3 separate regions of the Mus musculus genome follow, and all the other regions are linked to region 1. Evidence: chromatin contacts called from public HiChIP or PLAC-seq and promoter capture Hi-C data. All regions are on one chromosome and are shown on one strand. The core of a region is the stretch at or near the end of the contact, and the rest is flanking DNA. Distances in the headings are between cores, read along the strand shown. Region 1 holds the start of Bloc1s5 (biogenesis of lysosomal organelles complex-1, subunit 5, muted). Region 2 holds the start of Dsp (desmoplakin). Region 3 holds the start of Bmp6 (bone morphogenetic protein 6).

Region 1 (5,060 bases), core at 1,353-3,852:
CTTGGCTCTTCCTTGAGTTTCTCTCTCTCTCTCTCTCTCTCTCTCTCTCTCTCTCTCTCTCTCTCTCTCTCTCTCTCTCTCTCACACACACACACACACACACACACACACACCACATACATACACCACACACAAGCATGCATATGCCACAGACACATTGTTTAGAATAATAGATTTCCCTCCTCACAATGCACAGGTTGATCTAGCAGTTTCTGATGGTGCACACAGCTCATGTGACTGCATCTGGCTGGAAATGACTCTCACATCTCTGGGACAGGAGTGGGGACTCTTGGTGTGCCTCAGTTCTCCCCTTGCAACCTCTCTCCACACGTGTCTAAATTAGTATGCTTCTACACATGATGACCTCACTCCAGCAAGAGTGTCCTGGCAAGAAAACAAAGCAGGATGCTGCCCGGTCCAATGGAACCCACTCATCAGTACCGTGTGTTCCACTGGTCAAAGGTCAAGTCACAAGGCCAGCCCAAATTCAAGGTGAAGAGAAACAAATCCGTCTCCTAACAGGAGGTGCTGATAATCTCACATGTGGGAATTAAGAACACTACCAAATATGTTGATCAAAATTTGAGGCTAGTTTTATTATAATACTGGCCAGGATAATGGACACTGGGCCGGTCCATACCAGGGATGCCTAGAGAATGTTAGTGAATTACCTTAGTCAGAGGCTTATAAAAGCAAAACCCACAGGGCTGTGTACGGTTAGGAGCAAACATCTATTCTGACGGACTTACTGTCTATACACCTCCCACCTATGTGTGATCAAGCATAGCCTGTGCAGTTTGGGTAATTAGGCTTGTTGGAAGAAGCAAAACGTGATTTGTTATCTTACATGGATAACAGCCCCAAGGATTCCAGGAAGTTATTTCTGGAAGTTATTCCTTGGGCAAGGGAGGCTTACAGGCCTTTTTGTTTTATAATTCTAATGTTTTAAGCACAGTAATTTAAACTTAAAACATGACATTAATCCTCACAATCCATCATGTGGCATGTCTCTACTGAGAAGGCAGGAACTGCTGTGGCCCTTCTGACCTTAGGTCTCTTCATCTGAAAATGGAGATTTTCCTAAGTCAGCCCTTGTTCGAGTCTGTGTTCGCAGATTCAGTCATAGAAAGTATTTTTTAAATGTCACATTGTTGATGACAGGTATCATAAGTCAGCCGTAACTGCAAATCGGTACTGAGTACTGGCCTTGTCTTCTTGTTGCTATTCCAGAAGTAACAATGTATTGGTGAGAACAGGAAGTAGAAACTGGTGAAATAGAGCAGGAATTCCCAAGCCGTGCTTCCAAGAATGTCCTTGCCGGAGGGCAGGAATGCTGGGATCCAGAGAGCTCAGGTTCCGGCTTCTTTGCCTTCGCTGACGCTTTATTGGAAACTATCTGAAGACCCAATTCTATTTCCAAAGTGTTAATTATGGCAACTAGAATTTCTTTATCACAACACAGAGTTGGCAAATTTCAGAGGTGAAATCCAGAATCAACATTTAAAAAAAAAAACAAACAGCCACATTAATGTAAGAAAAGCATTCAATTTCACATATTGTAGTGAGTCTTCATGGTGCACAGTCATAAAGGAAATTATGCAAAGGGAAAGAAATTTTTTTCTACAATGCAGAAAAATGAATATGAAATTTCTTGGAAGTGAGGAGAATAACAAATGTCTTTGAAAACTATGATTTCTACATATTGATTAAAAAGCTAGGAAATTAAATTTTTTATTTGTCCTCCTTTGGGGGTTTACCATTTCTTCTGCGATAATCCCCCAATTCCTGCTTCACCTAGTTATTCTCTCCATGTCTCACTTCAAGACTGGAGACAAACACTGGTCTTTTCTGGGAAGTCTTTCCTGATCCCCTCAACAGCTAGTATCCACAGGTATGGAACGATTCCTCTTCCTGCCGTTTATGTCGCTTTACGTTCCTCCTTCAGACTGGACTAAGACCCTTTAGGATGACATTGTTCATTGTTCAGAAGAGAGTAGCGGAGGAAGCGGTCACAGCTGAGTCCTAAGGAAGAACCCCTGGATGATGAGGAGGTAAAAACCACTGGGAGGCCGTGCATTGCTCTCTTTGAAGCATGACAATTTGTTGAGAAAATGAACATTATGGAATATATCAAATGTCAGCACTTATTAGTCTAATTTAGGGAGACCATCTCAAACACCCAACCAAGCAACAACAAAAAACCTAAACAAAACAAAAACGAGTTTCTTAACCTCTAACCGTGTTGCTTTATTTGTTAAAAAAATTATGATCTGTCTCCTCAGGTTGCTATGATGACCCTAAGGTGACAATACATGTCAAAATGCTTTATAAAATAGTGGTGGCCAGTAACAATGTAGAAACTATGTATATACTACTACTGTTATTCTTCTGCTCGCCGCGCCTTGCTCCAACCATAGTGAGTTTAGTTCCTACCGGCGTAGGATGGGATAACCGAGAAACAAGTAATTTTCAAACACCTCCCATACGCAGATCATCTGCCCTCATCCAGCATGGCCGCATCGGCTACACTCCCGGCGCCTTCCCCGAACCCAACGACTCCGACGCCCTGTGATGACGTAACACCAGAGCGTCTCTCTCCCTAAAGGTCCGTGCCTGCGCCGTGGACGCCGCGGGTGGGCGGAACTGGTCGGGATGAGTGGCGGAGGCACCGAGACCCCTGTAGCGTGCGACGCCGCCCAGGGCGGCAAGAAGCGGGACTCACTGGGGACTCCGGGTGCGGCGCACCTCATTATCAAGGGTACGGAGTGGAGGGCGTGGTCCTCCGTGCGGGGTGGGGGCAGCGTGCTGGGGACCGCCCCTCCTGGTGCTCCCCGGCTCCCCTGTAGCCCTCAGCTGCCTGGCCCGCCTCGAGACGAAAGGTCCCAGCTCGCAGGACCCAGTTACGTGCAATGGGCGAAGGGCGCACAAGCGGAGAATGGGAACTAGTTGGAGCCCCACACGTAGTAGGGTGACTTCGGTCCTTCACCCTCTCGTCCTCTGTCCTCTGCGCCTTGGGGGTCATGCCAGGAAGAACACTTGGGAAAACGTCCTGAAACACAGCGCTCAGTACCATACAGTGTACCGGTCTGAGCTGTCCCCTTTCAGCCTTAGTAGATTTCGACCTAAATTATTACAATAACAACTAGCTTTAATTCCTAAACCTCAGAAGTCCCCGTTAACCGCGAAGAAGCCTCCAATTGCAGTTTCCACTGCTTCCCTCAACTCCCTGCTCAACCCGCCTATTCCACCAACTTTGGGCTACAGTCCTACACTGCCTGGAGAGTGGTGGCTTACCATCTGTGCGGTTCCCATTTTACTCTTACCAGATCTGTGGGCGGCCCCAGCTGAGCTGGCTGCGACTGTTTAAACTGTGTTTCACATTGTTTCTTAGGTTTAATTTGGGATCCAGTAGTATTGTGTGTGTGTGTTAAGACTAAGTTAGAATTCTTTCTCTGTGCAATCTCAGTGAAGATTAGTCGTTGTATGGCTGTTGTTGGGCCACCATGACTCCATCCGCAAATGTTTTTCATCTTGCAAAACTTTGTATGCATTAAACCATAACTCCTCATGCCACTGTGAATTTGACTGGTCCAGTGCCTCTGAGGACTTGGACAGCTCCACTCTCGGAAATAAGGCTGTTTTGAATATGAATATATAGACATCCTTCGGAGGTCCTGTGTTCAGTTCTTGGGACTGTATCTCCAGTAGTGGATTTTTGGGTCATTTGATTATTCTTTAAACTTTTTGAGGAGTTGGCATGTTCTGTATTTGCTATACCATTTTCTAGTCACCTGTCATCACCAACTCTTGTCTTTGGTACTAGTTATTCTAATGCGTGTGAGATGACACTCCCTGTTGTGATTTTCATTTCCTCTAATATTTGGTTAATGTGCTTAACTGACTACCCATTTTTTAGGTAGTCATCTAATATCCATTTAAGTCCTTTGCTCGTGTAAGTAGATTCTGTTATTGAGTTATAGTTCTTGATATATTCTTGAAAGGCAACTTTGCTGGCCGCTATACCATTAATGCTGATACACACGCGCACACACACACACACACACACACACACACACACACATACACACACACACACACACACACATCTGTCTCCTCAGTACCCATAGCAGGTGTTTGCAGGCATTTTTCTCACTTGCCTGGTTGCCTATCATTCTGTTGATTGTGTCTTTGAGGCGGAAGTTTTAAATTTTGAAGCAGTACTGTTTTTACTCCCCCAGTACTGGAAGCCAAGCCAAGGCCTCCCACATGCTAGACAAATACCATACTACTAGAGACTACATTACCAACTCCCTTTTCTGTTTTTTATTTTGAGACTGGTTCTCACTTTCACACTCAGGACCCACACACACAGCCTTCCCTTTATTAGGTACTAAGAGAGTTGTAGTTCTGTTTGGTCTCATCTTGTAGTCCCGTGGCTCTTCCATCAAAGCACTTCTCTGTGTCTTTGTGAGGAGATATTTGTCTAGCTTTCACATTAGGTTACAAACAAGTAGAGATCAAAGGATTATACATTTCAGTACTCTTTTTTTTTTGAACAGTAAAAGAATGCATATAGCCTGACTAGAGTTAGATATCTATAGAAGTCTATATTTTACACGTACATGGTTATGCTAGCAGAATTTATATTTAATATTTGGACTCTTACAAACTCTGAATTATTACAATGGATTTATTATAATGTCCTTACACAACGTAACTTCTGTGGTAATCTGTATTTCATGATCTGTTCCCCCATAGTTTCCCACAGCTGCAGTTTTAGGAGTGACTGATAATCTACCTCTGTGTAGAACTAAATTAATCTGCAGAGTCTTAAGTGGCTCCTTTTTATCATCGGACTGTAGAAACAGATGTCTCCAAACCGACAAACCTTAACTGCTTCTCAGTCACGTGGAAAGAGATAGTGGTAGGGGTGCTGTGTAAATATCACAAACAGCTTGCCTAAGGAGATACTCACTGGAGATGAGGTGATTTGGGGACCTTGTGGGATGTGACATGATAGAAGTAGACCACTCTGGCACTTCAGGAACACAGCATACGGG
Region 2 (5,060 bases), core at 887-3,386, 480 kb after region 1:
TAACAAATGCTAAGAAACCTAGGCTAGTAGAATCAGACTAAATAGTAAGATTAATAATAACAATAACTTGGTTCATAAAGTGTTGAAAAGAACTGCTAAAGAATTCTTCCATATTCTGATCCAGACTTTAATTATGTAATCCACACATTGAAAAGAATAGGCTACTGAATTCCGGGAAGGCTAAGACACAAAAGTACATTTGAGATTTTGGTGGCTCGCCAAACTTTAAAATATACTTTAAAACCAAGTTTTTAAACTTGGTGTTGCCGGAAACAATCGTTCCTCAAAATCCTGGGACACAATTTGTTAAGAAAACAAAGATCTCTAATGAGAAAAGGTATCCTGCTGCCTGAGAAATAAATAAATTTAAACAGAAAACGAGTTGCAACTGGAAGGACTGTCGGATCTCTAAAACTGCTTGCAAAACAAAACGCCATCGGAGCCATTAGGTTTCTCCTCCTCCGCCTGCGGCCACTGCGCTGCGAAGTATTAAGGTAGTGGGGCGGCCGCCTCCAGAGGCGCGACCGAGGTAGGGCTGGGAAGGGGCGGGTCGCAAAAGTCTCACGGCTCACGTGGGCTTGCAGAAAGCAGCTGTGGGGACCGTGTGAAAGGATGCTCATTACCTTCTCCCACCCACCAGTGACTCCCTCGCTGTATTTACCCGACTATCCCGGGAAGAGGACCCAGCCCTTTGTGCCGTGGGTTCCTCGGCAGCTCCTAATCCTGGGCGCCACAGTGCTTTCTCCAGGGTCACCCTCTCAGCCAGAGCTGGAGCCCATTTTATACAGATCAAAGAGATGACTAATACTGAGCCCAGAGCCACAATTATTACAAAGTCTCCAGGAGACTAGGCTGATTTTTTTTTAAAGGTGCGGAGCCTCCGGTGCGATCCCGGTGACCAAGTGGCCAGAGTGGGGAAAGGGGAGCGAGCGGAACAGACCAAGTTTGCAGCCCGTGCCCAGAGGCTATCCCTACAAAGGAACCCATTTGCGTGACAGGGGACTTTCAGGCTCCGTGGAGGGTGTAACTTCCATGCAGATACCCTCGGGTGGCCAATAACCTAAGGGCCTCCGCCGCCGTCGCCCTGGGGTGACCATGAGTTGCAAGTCCTGAGTCCCTCCGAGGCCACCGGGCAGCAAAGGGAACTCCACCCCTTCACAAGTTTTATTTTTCGTTAGTTTGAAAGCTGGGTTTTGGGGCCGCAGCTCCGCCTAGCCCGACCTCCCACCTGCGGTCTGGAACAAAGGCAATCACAGCTGGGTCCACTTTGCAAGGGACAACCGGGGGTGGGGAGGAAGAGGGTACGACCAAGGAGAGACCTGCGTCCCTGCCGTCCATTGCTCCCCTACACAGTGGAGGTGGAAAAGAGCCGCTTCTAGGATAGAAGAGAGGTGAGGACCGTGGGACCCTGCGTAGGCTCACGGTAGGACTGTCGCCTGGGTCCCAGCACACACCCAAGCTCCCTGTTCTCACTGGCTAGCGCTGGGCGTAGGGACACCCGTTCCTGCGCTTCCGTGACCCGGGGCAAAGCACTTTCCTCGGCCTAGACCTGGGTTTCCTGGTTGGCCCAGGAGGCGGGCCACTACCTGACCCAAGATTTGGGACTGAGCTAGGTGGCGGCGGGCTGATACCCACCAGTAGCCGTCGGAGTTCTGGTCGTTGACGGTGCAGCGCCGGGAGTGGGAGTAGAACGTCCTGCTGGTGCCCCCGCCGCCGCCCCCGCCGCCCCCGCCGCCGCCACCGCTGTAGGTCATCTCGTAGCGCAGGTCCGGGCCGGACTCCGCGCGGGTCATGCGACCCAGCGTGTTGATCCGCGGGTGGGAGCCGCCGTTGCAGCTCATGTCTGCGGTCACTCAAGAGAGCCGCTCAGCGCCGCGGCATACGCGAGGCGTCGCCTCGGAGCACGCGAGGGACTCCGGGAGAGGAGCGCGGAACGCGGAGGACTGGCGAGGGCTCAGCGCTCCAGCAGGGCGGAGACGGGGACGGCGACTGGCTAGGCGCGGGAACCGGAGTGGAGCTGTGGCTCGGAGGGCAGCGAGGGCTCAGAGGAGCTGGGTCGCGCCTGGGTGTTGGTGTTGGTCGAGGCGGTGCGAGTCTCCTCCCCGCTGGCACCCGGCGCCCAGGCCACACCTGGTCGGCTTCTTCCCAGGGCGAGGTGCGGCTGCCTCGCCTCCCCCGCCCTCCCCCCCGCGTGTCACCGACGCCTGGGGCCGCCCTCCCCAACCTGCGGCTCCGCCCTGCGCCACCGAAGCCTGAGCAGAGGCGAGGGGCGGGGACCTGGCGACTGGATCCCCGTCGGAGGGCTGCGACCCCGCGGGACTTGCTTCAGGCTCTAGGAGCCACAGTGGCACACCTTTGGAGGATTTCCTACTCCCCCAAGAGGCGGAAATAAAGTGGCTTGGGAGGGTCACTCCATGGGACGACTCTAGTGAAATGTTGACTTTTTGCTTATCCCAGGAAACCATGCCAGCTTCTATTTAAATAGCCCCAAGAGTTCGATTTCTGTTGTGTAAAAGATAATTTAACAGAGAATCCCGAAAAGGGCTTCTCCAGAAATATTTTGTCATGAGGGACTTAGTTCAAGGCTAGACTGGGCTTCATAGCAGGACTTTGCCTGAAACAGAAACAAGACGTGGTTTTCCATTTCTCTAAAAGAATCATGAGCACGTTTGTCCCCTGTAGACTCCTGAGCCCCAACTTGGGTCCCTTTCTGCTCCCATGAAGCCTGAACAGATACCGTTCCAGATGAGTAACACATTCCACCGATTGGTTCCAAAGCCACTCCCAGTTAGCAGATGAGTGCAATTTACACCGTAGTCTCCATAAACTGACTTTAGATACAGACCCCTGTACACTAGCCATTAAAAGCTGTTTAGATAACTTGGGGTGGCGTTAAATGCTCTCTAGTAAACACCACTTAAAGATCTTGGTAATAAATATTTCTTGTCTCCCTGAATAATGTCTGTTAGCTTTCCTGTTTGTACAATGTATTTCTCAAATGTTCATGAGCTGGTTAAAGCAGCCCAAAAACTAAATACCAAACTACATTGGTATGCTGTAAAGGAGAAGAGGAGGTTTTCTAAATATGTGCCCTATCTAATTCTGCAATGACACTTCCAAGTTTTGGACACAATTTTTGACAACAGATCTTGCTTGCACGTTTGCTTCCTGATTGCCCAGAGCAGACCGACTTAAATCCAAGGAGTCAAACGCACAGTGAGATAACAGTTTACCACGGTTAGCTCAACCACCCATATCTGCCACTGTTCGACTACCATCAATTTCCTCTCGTTTCTAACAACAAACTCACCTGGCCAAAGAGCTTGTAGACAAAAGTGCTTTGTTTAGAAATAGAATCCGTATCCGCAAGTCAGCCTCCACACAAACAACCCATAGTATCCGGAAGACGTTTGGGTCGTCAGCAAATAATGCACGGAATTTGATTCGGAATGTTTTCCTTCTTATGCATCTTGTTTGTCCAGTGGATAACTATAACACACTGTATGGAAGGGCCTGTATCAGACTGTGCAAGACAACGATGACTAACGCACAGCCACGGTCCTCATAAATACTATAGTAGAACCTCAGTTTCAACCATTTGGAGATCTCCTTTCTCCAATACTGAAAAGGATGCACAGTCAACCTGGAAATTCATCTTAAATACAATCCATTCTTCTATGAAACACCTCACAGCAAGAAAGGCTCTCCTCCACCAGAGATAGCTAGCACATCTGGGTGCTCACATTGGTTAGTCCGTAGCTGGGCTGCCCGTACTCCCCCCTCCCCAGACTCACAGCTGGTCAATCTATTTACAAAGCAGGGGAAGATGGGAAAACACAGCCCACCAGATGTAGGTTTATGGCCATCCTTGCTTCCTGACCTACCTCATTGCATCTCGCTCTCCTCCAGGCCTTCCCAAGAATACTGGTGGCTCTAAAACTAACCAAACATGCCTGTCTGGGAAGACTGTGATTTCATTTATCTTTCTCTAAGGCGAGCCAGGAAGATAAAAGGGTGAAATAAGTAGGTTGACATGCTAGGGAGGTGGACTCCAGACACACACATGACATTAGTTGTCTAGGCTGTTTCAGGTCATGCTAAAGGACGAACATCGGAAGACCATCATCATAATGATGTTATAATTCACTCAGGCTAGAGCTCAGCTCAGAAAATGGAATATCTGCCTTACCAACGTCTAGAGTAAGGACCAGAGATGAAGTACCACATGGAATCATTCTTAAAGATGGAAAATATATACAAAGCTTAGGGTGCCAACTACTGAACCAAAAGTTCTTGGCTAGATGCGAAGTGTCCGTCTTTATCTCGAGGTCAGAAATCTCCTCTTTGTTAACATGCATTCTATGAGGAGTCATATTGGATATCAGCGAGGGCCAGCCCACAGGCTCAATGTTAGACACACAAAGGTGGGTAAGATGCAGCCAGCCCTTGCCCTGAAGGAAATCAAAATCTGGATTTGGAAAGAGATCACAACAGTGTATGCTATGATTTTCTTAGAGCCATGAGGGTCCAGTAAAGGGCTGAAAGGTCTGTTTCTTACAACCAGATTTGTGGGTTTTGTTGTTAGTTTGATCATTGGTTTTGAGTTTTCGAGACAGGGTTTCTCTGTGTAGCCCTGGCTGTCCTGGAGCTCACTCTGTAGACCAGGCTGATCTCAGAGATCCTACTGACACCTCCTGTCTCCCCCACATCCTCACCCCCACCCCCACAGACCACACCACACCACACCCCCTCCCCCAGTACTGGAAGGAAAGGTATGCACCACCACTGCCTGGCTTACAACTGGGGTTGAAAAGCACCAGATTTAGCGTCTGGAAGTCTTCACTTGCTGGGCTGACGGAGGTCAGCTATTTTTTCCCCTGCCACTTGTAGATAGCTTCCCATGTAGTGACAGAGACAGTTTCCTGACAGGCAACCTTGTCTCTGGTTAACCTTAGAAATGACCTTGCAGCTAGGAGATAGTCCTCGGCCTTATCCTGAGCACATGTAAAACTCTAAACAGAACACCTTGGTTTCAATGAGGTTAACAGGAACCATTCACT
Region 3 (5,060 bases), core at 715-3,214, 290 kb after region 1:
TTTTGGCAAGCTCATGCTAACCCTTTCTGAGACCTGGGCACAGGCATGGGTCTCCCCCAGGGAGAAAAAGCCTCACAGAAACCCAGGGGCGGCTGCAGCCACTCTGGGTGTGTCTACTTCCCCAGGTCTACCCACTAGGGACGTGCCTCCTACATCCTTGCTCTATACTAAGTTTATGAATAAAAACTAGCAAGGTTCAGAAGCACTGACTCCGCAGTCTTTCTTACCCCACCTCCCTTTTCTGTTTACAGATGAGAGAAAACTTCGGGGAGGGGGGGACGTGACTCTGTCTGGGTTTGCCACAGAACATTAGTGGCAGAGCCCAATTTAGCCGCCCTCGACTTTCCATTCTGTTGCCTGGCAACGGAGTTCAGTAGAGCTCAGCGGCCAACCCTGGCCCCTACCCCCGCACCCTTTCTCTGCCCCCAGGAGCTTGGACAGCATTGATTGAAGGGTCAACCTTTTGGGACAATGGCCAAGGGCATGAGAGCGCAGGCACTGGGTGGATTACCCCAATTGCGCTGGAATCTCGCCCCATACTGACGCAAGCCCCGCCTGGCGGGGATTGGCACACCTTCCAAGGTCCTGGTGGGACCTTCCTCAGCCACCGAAGCCCTCCTTCCTCAACACCTGTGAATCTCTCTAAAGCATTCAGATCAGGTTCTCGGAGTTCTCAACTGCTGGGGGATTCCCTGACGGTCACTATGGGTAAAGCGGCACTCCGAACGTCCAGGGGGCAATGGAGGACAGTTCAGAGGGGAAAGAGTGCAGAGGACCTTATTCTTAGGAACCTTGGCCAAACTCATTTGCGTTGAAGTGGCCCGAGCTCGTCAGAAATAAGAATACAGGGAAAAGTGCCCCATGTTCCCCGAAAAAGACAACCTCTGCGGGCACCTCTGCGTGTTCCAGCTCCTCCCATTGCAGCGGAGCGCAGGCGAGCACTCGGCCGCGCAGGTGTCCGGAGCACCAGCTGTCCCACATCCCCGCCGCGCGCGCACGCGCGCGCTCCTCCACCTCTTCCCACCACCTGAGCCCAGGAGACTGCAAAGGAGGGATCTACCCTCCGCGCGATGCTACCCCCAAAATCCTTACCCAGGTTCACAAAGCTCATGACCATGTCCGCGTCGTTGAGGAAAGCGCTGTCCTGCGCGCTAGTCAGTGGGGACGCACCGCCACCGGGTCCCGGGGCCAGGAGACTCTTGCGGTTCAAGGAGTGTGCAGCGCCGGGAGACGGCTGCCTGAGCTGGGACGAGCTGGCCCCTCCGTGGGACCCAGGCTCTTGCCCCACACCCTCCGATGCCCCATCCTCTTCGTCGTCATTGGACAGGGCGTTGTAGAGATCCAGCATGAAGAGTGGAGCGGACTTCAGCCGCCCTGGAGGGGGCTCCTCGCGGGCCGTCTGCTGCTGCTGCTGCTGCTGCTGCTGCTGTGGCGGGAGCACCGGGGGCTGAGGCTGCTGGAGACCGTGCAGGGGCCGCGGCCTGTGCGGGAGCCCCAGCACCGACAGGATCTCCTTTTGCATCTCCCGCTTCTCGTGGGTCTTGAGCCGCCGATAGAGGAAGCCCGAAGAAGAGGACTGTGGCGGTGGCTGCTCAGCGCGCACCGGGCTCCCGCCGGCTCCCAGCAGCTGCCCCCCGGCGGCGGCCGCGGCTACCGGCAGAGGGGGCCGCAGTGGCGGGGGGCCGCAGCTGCACAGCAACCCCCACCACCAGCACAGCCACTGCGCCCTCCGCCCCAGCCCGGGCATCGCCGCCCAGCCCGGCTGCCCCCGCGGGGCCCGCGAGGCGTCGAGCGGCGGAGCGAGGCCGGAGCGCGGAGGCTGTGGCCCTCGGAGTGGGCAGCCCCCGCCACCTCTCGGCGGGCTCTCTTCCCGGTCCTGGCACTCAGTCCTTATCTCTCATGGTCATCCGCGGCGCCCCCAGAAGCCCGGGTGGAGAAGAGACGACGGGGCGACGGCCAGGATCCTCCACTCTCCCGCAGGTCTCTGGAGGCGCACGGGCTGAGTGAGCCAGGTGTGTCCTAGGCAGGACTGCGCTGCAGCCGGCGTCCCCGGGCGGGTCACGGCACGGTCACTCGCAGTCTGCACACGTGCGCTGCCCTGAACCCTCAGAGGCGGCTGGCCGAGGGGGGCCGGAGACGACAGATCAAGAGGTGGAGGCGATGCCGGGCACCATCCCCTCGCACGCCTCTCCTGGCTTGTAGGACAGTCGTGAAGTTTACTCCCCTGTGGGTCCCAGGCTGTGGCGTCCCTGCGTCCTAAAAAGCCAATTTTCTCCGCGCGGTTTTAACTTCCCTCTGGTCCGAAACTCAGCGCCCCTCCGCCTTCGGGCACCGTCTCTCCCCCTCGGAATCTCCGCGCGCCTCCCCAAGTGGAGGCGGCCACGATCTAGCTTTCCTCTCGGCAGTCTCTCGGGTGCCCGGAGGATCCCGCTCTCCGAGGCGATGAGAGAGACGAGGAGCGGAACTCGGAACGCAGGCTGCGGCGTCGGCTCGGGGATTCGCAGTCTCCCGCCTCTGCGCACTGCGCTCCCGGCCGCCGCCAACGTGGGCTTTCTGCTGCGCGTCTCGCTCAGGTACCGCACTCAAGCCCAGGAACGCCCTGCCCTACTCGGTAACGGACAGGCTACCAGCCAATGGAGAGGTGACTCTTGCGGGCTATTTACATAGGCCCACCCCCTTCTTTCACCCTCCCTTCTCCCAGGGCCTTGCCTCTGCCTAGCGAGCGTAGGTTTCTAGCACACAGAATTCTTGGAGGCATCAGGAGTTGCTTGGGCGGGTAAGAAAGGCAAAGAGGTCATTGCTAGGAAGACAGATCCGATCACGACCCCGATCTAAACTTTCTTCTTCCTCTGCTAAATAAAAGCAAACACAGCTATTTAATCCATGCCGTTACCGAAGGAGAAAATAGTATGACAGTTTTCTCCTTCTCTGCTCAGTTTCTCTTATTGATGGAATGTAGGCGTTTAGCAGACACGTGGCTCTCAAAGGCAGCTGCTGTAAGTTAAGACACACCCTGCGAGGAAGCTGCTCACACACTAGCTGCAAAGAGGGCAGGACAAGCCAAACCAGAGTCCTGGAGGTTTCCAGTCGGATATTTCAATTTATTTCTTCGTTTGGGCTGCATTTGAGTTCTTAAACTACAACCCAAACGAAAGGGGTTACGATCTGCTAGTGTTACGAGGAAAGCCTTCCCCATCCTCTTGCTAGTCTCTCAATGCAGTTGCCGTTGGCAATTGCATCTTAATGAGCTGAAATGCAATTATTAGACACACCGTTCCAGGTAAAACGTAAAGACGGTGGTAAAGATGGCCTTCAGCCAGGGCAGAAGCCTGGAAAGTATAGAAAATAGCCAGGATAATAAACAGGGCCCTCAACACAGGTTGCTTCTATCCTTGAACAAACTGGGACCACTCCCAACACTGCCTTCTACCAATAAACATGTCAATTCATGGCTCAAATGGCCACTCATCTCTAGATGGTAGAAGCAAATGCCCTTTAAACATGTGAGTCTTTCACCTGACAAGAATGGAAGGATTAGGAAAGAAAATAAGCCACCCACTTTCAGTATTGGTTTATGGGGTCTGAAACATTTTAGATAATTGTTGCTAGGATGCTAGAGACATCAAAAGCGTGCACCGTTTCTTCTGTCCAGGACACTGTACAAGTATGAAGTCACTGCTGTGCTGCTAGAGAGGCCAGGAACTCCACTCAGAAGATCTGAAGTCACAACAAGTACTCATGAGCTTCAAGCTGGGGGCCTCCTCCTTGCACACACTCAGCCACATCTTCTTTGTAAGAGGTCTGACAAGACACATGCGGAATAAAAGAAGCGCAAATTATAAGGGCAGTGAAGACAACACTGGAATCTGTAAAAATAGAAAAACAAACTAAGCCCTAAAGGTACTCCATTAGGGAGTGCCATTTAAAACACAAAAGTGGGCTTGTGGGCTGGTGAGATGGCTCATTGGGTAAGAGCACCTGACTGCTCTTCCGAAGGTCAGGAGTTCAAATCCCAGCAACCACATGGTGGCTCACAACCATCCATAACGAGATCTGACTCCCTCTTCTGGAGTGTCTGAGGACAGCTACAGTGTATTTACATATAATAAATAAATAAATAAATCTTTTTTTAAAAAGCGAGCTTGTGACTCATTTGGGGTATATGACTCTGTGAAAATGAGCCTAGTGAAGAACAGACATGTAGGGCTACACTACTGCCCCCTCTGTAGGGTTCCCCCCCCCTTGTGGCGTGAGTCTAAAATGACATGTAGTGAAGTATTATCAACCACAGTCCTTAACAGCATCTCTAACTCAGGCCTGTCACAGACTCCCCACCCCTACCAAGAGGAATTCTGTTCTCAAAGAATAGTGCTAAAATAAGGGGGTGTTTGGGGGGTGTCTTCAGGTGGTGAGTATGAGAGTCTGAGGAAGCCCCCCCCCCCAAAAAATGTGAGGTAAGATGTCATAAGGTCAGTGACATTCAGCCAAAGGTCACAAGAGATGTGTTCTGCATGTCTATGGTGCACTCTCAACCTGGACATGCCATATTTACAGGAAGCAGGCAGCCAAGCACTTGGGCCCACCTAGTTCAAAGGGATGAATAAAGAGGTATAATCCTAAGAGTTCAATGACATCAGACTGGGACCACAGCTTCTCTATGTATGTCAAGTGAAACTCGGGGTGGAAAGAGAACCTTCATCCATGTCCCTCCCGCTCCTGTTTTCCTGACCACATCCCATTAGAGACTCCACGTGGCCCGGAGGTGTCAGAGCAGAGGACTAGCACAAAGCACACGTGTGATTCTAAGTGGATACAGAATAATGGCATTGAAGGAACTTGTTTGAGCAGGTCTGCCTCCAGAGTTCACTGGAACCTGTGAACACTTGGAGAAAATCAGAGGCCACTTCGCCCCCTGCAGGACACCAAAATATTACTGCCCCTTCCTCTGTAAACCCAGACAAGTTTCCCTCACTTTTCTCTGAGCATCTCTCAAGCATTTGGGGGTTGGGGGCGGGGGCAGAGGAGAAATCTCGTCAAGAAGCCAGATGTGTGAGCCAACC

The links. HiChIP or PLAC-seq counts read pairs in DNA pulled down with a chosen protein or histone mark. Capture Hi-C pulls out chosen DNA fragments and counts their contacts.
Region 2: a contact with region 1 is called in an H3K4me3 HiChIP or PLAC-seq map of craniofacial prominence, with 4 times the contacts expected there. The contact joins the promoter of Dsp here to the promoter of Bloc1s5 in region 1. A contact is called at or near these places in 3 of 39 promoter capture datasets (cranial neural crest, hippocampal neurons and second pharyngeal arch cranial neural crest) and 4 of 115 datasets of contacts at active chromatin or transcription factors (astrocytes, craniofacial prominence, embryonic basal ganglia and 1 more).
Region 3: a promoter capture Hi-C map of liver shows a contact between it and region 1. The contact joins the promoter of Bmp6 here to the promoter of Bloc1s5 in region 1. A contact is called at or near these places in 4 of 39 promoter capture datasets (embryonic stem cells, frontonasal cranial neural crest, neural stem cells and 1 more), 11 of 484 Hi-C or Micro-C datasets (cerebellum, cortical neurons, embryonic fibroblasts and 6 more), 8 of 115 datasets of contacts at active chromatin or transcription factors (astrocytes, craniofacial prominence, differentiating embryonic stem cells and 3 more) and 2 of 9 other capture datasets (adipose tissue and liver).

What each region holds. Positions count from the first base shown.
Region 1 is chr13:38,632,634-38,637,693 of GRCm38.p6, reverse strand. Bloc1s5 (biogenesis of lysosomal organelles complex-1, subunit 5, muted) reads left to right here and starts at 2,602. Exons shown (of 5, transcript NM_139063.3): 1 at 2,602-2,758. The coding sequence starts at 2,653.
Region 2 is chr13:38,148,370-38,153,429 of GRCm38.p6, reverse strand. It overlaps Dsp (desmoplakin), which reads right to left and starts at 2,136. Exons shown (of 24, transcript NM_023842.2): 1 at 1,636-2,136. The coding sequence starts at 1,841.
Region 3 is chr13:38,342,620-38,347,679 of GRCm38.p6, reverse strand. Bmp6 (bone morphogenetic protein 6) reads right to left here and starts at 1,964. Exons shown (of 7, transcript NM_007556.3): 1 at 1,093-1,964. The coding sequence starts at 1,747. Gm47990 (a long non-coding RNA gene) reads right to left here. Exons shown (of 2, transcript XR_003950672.1): 2 at 3,557-3,801.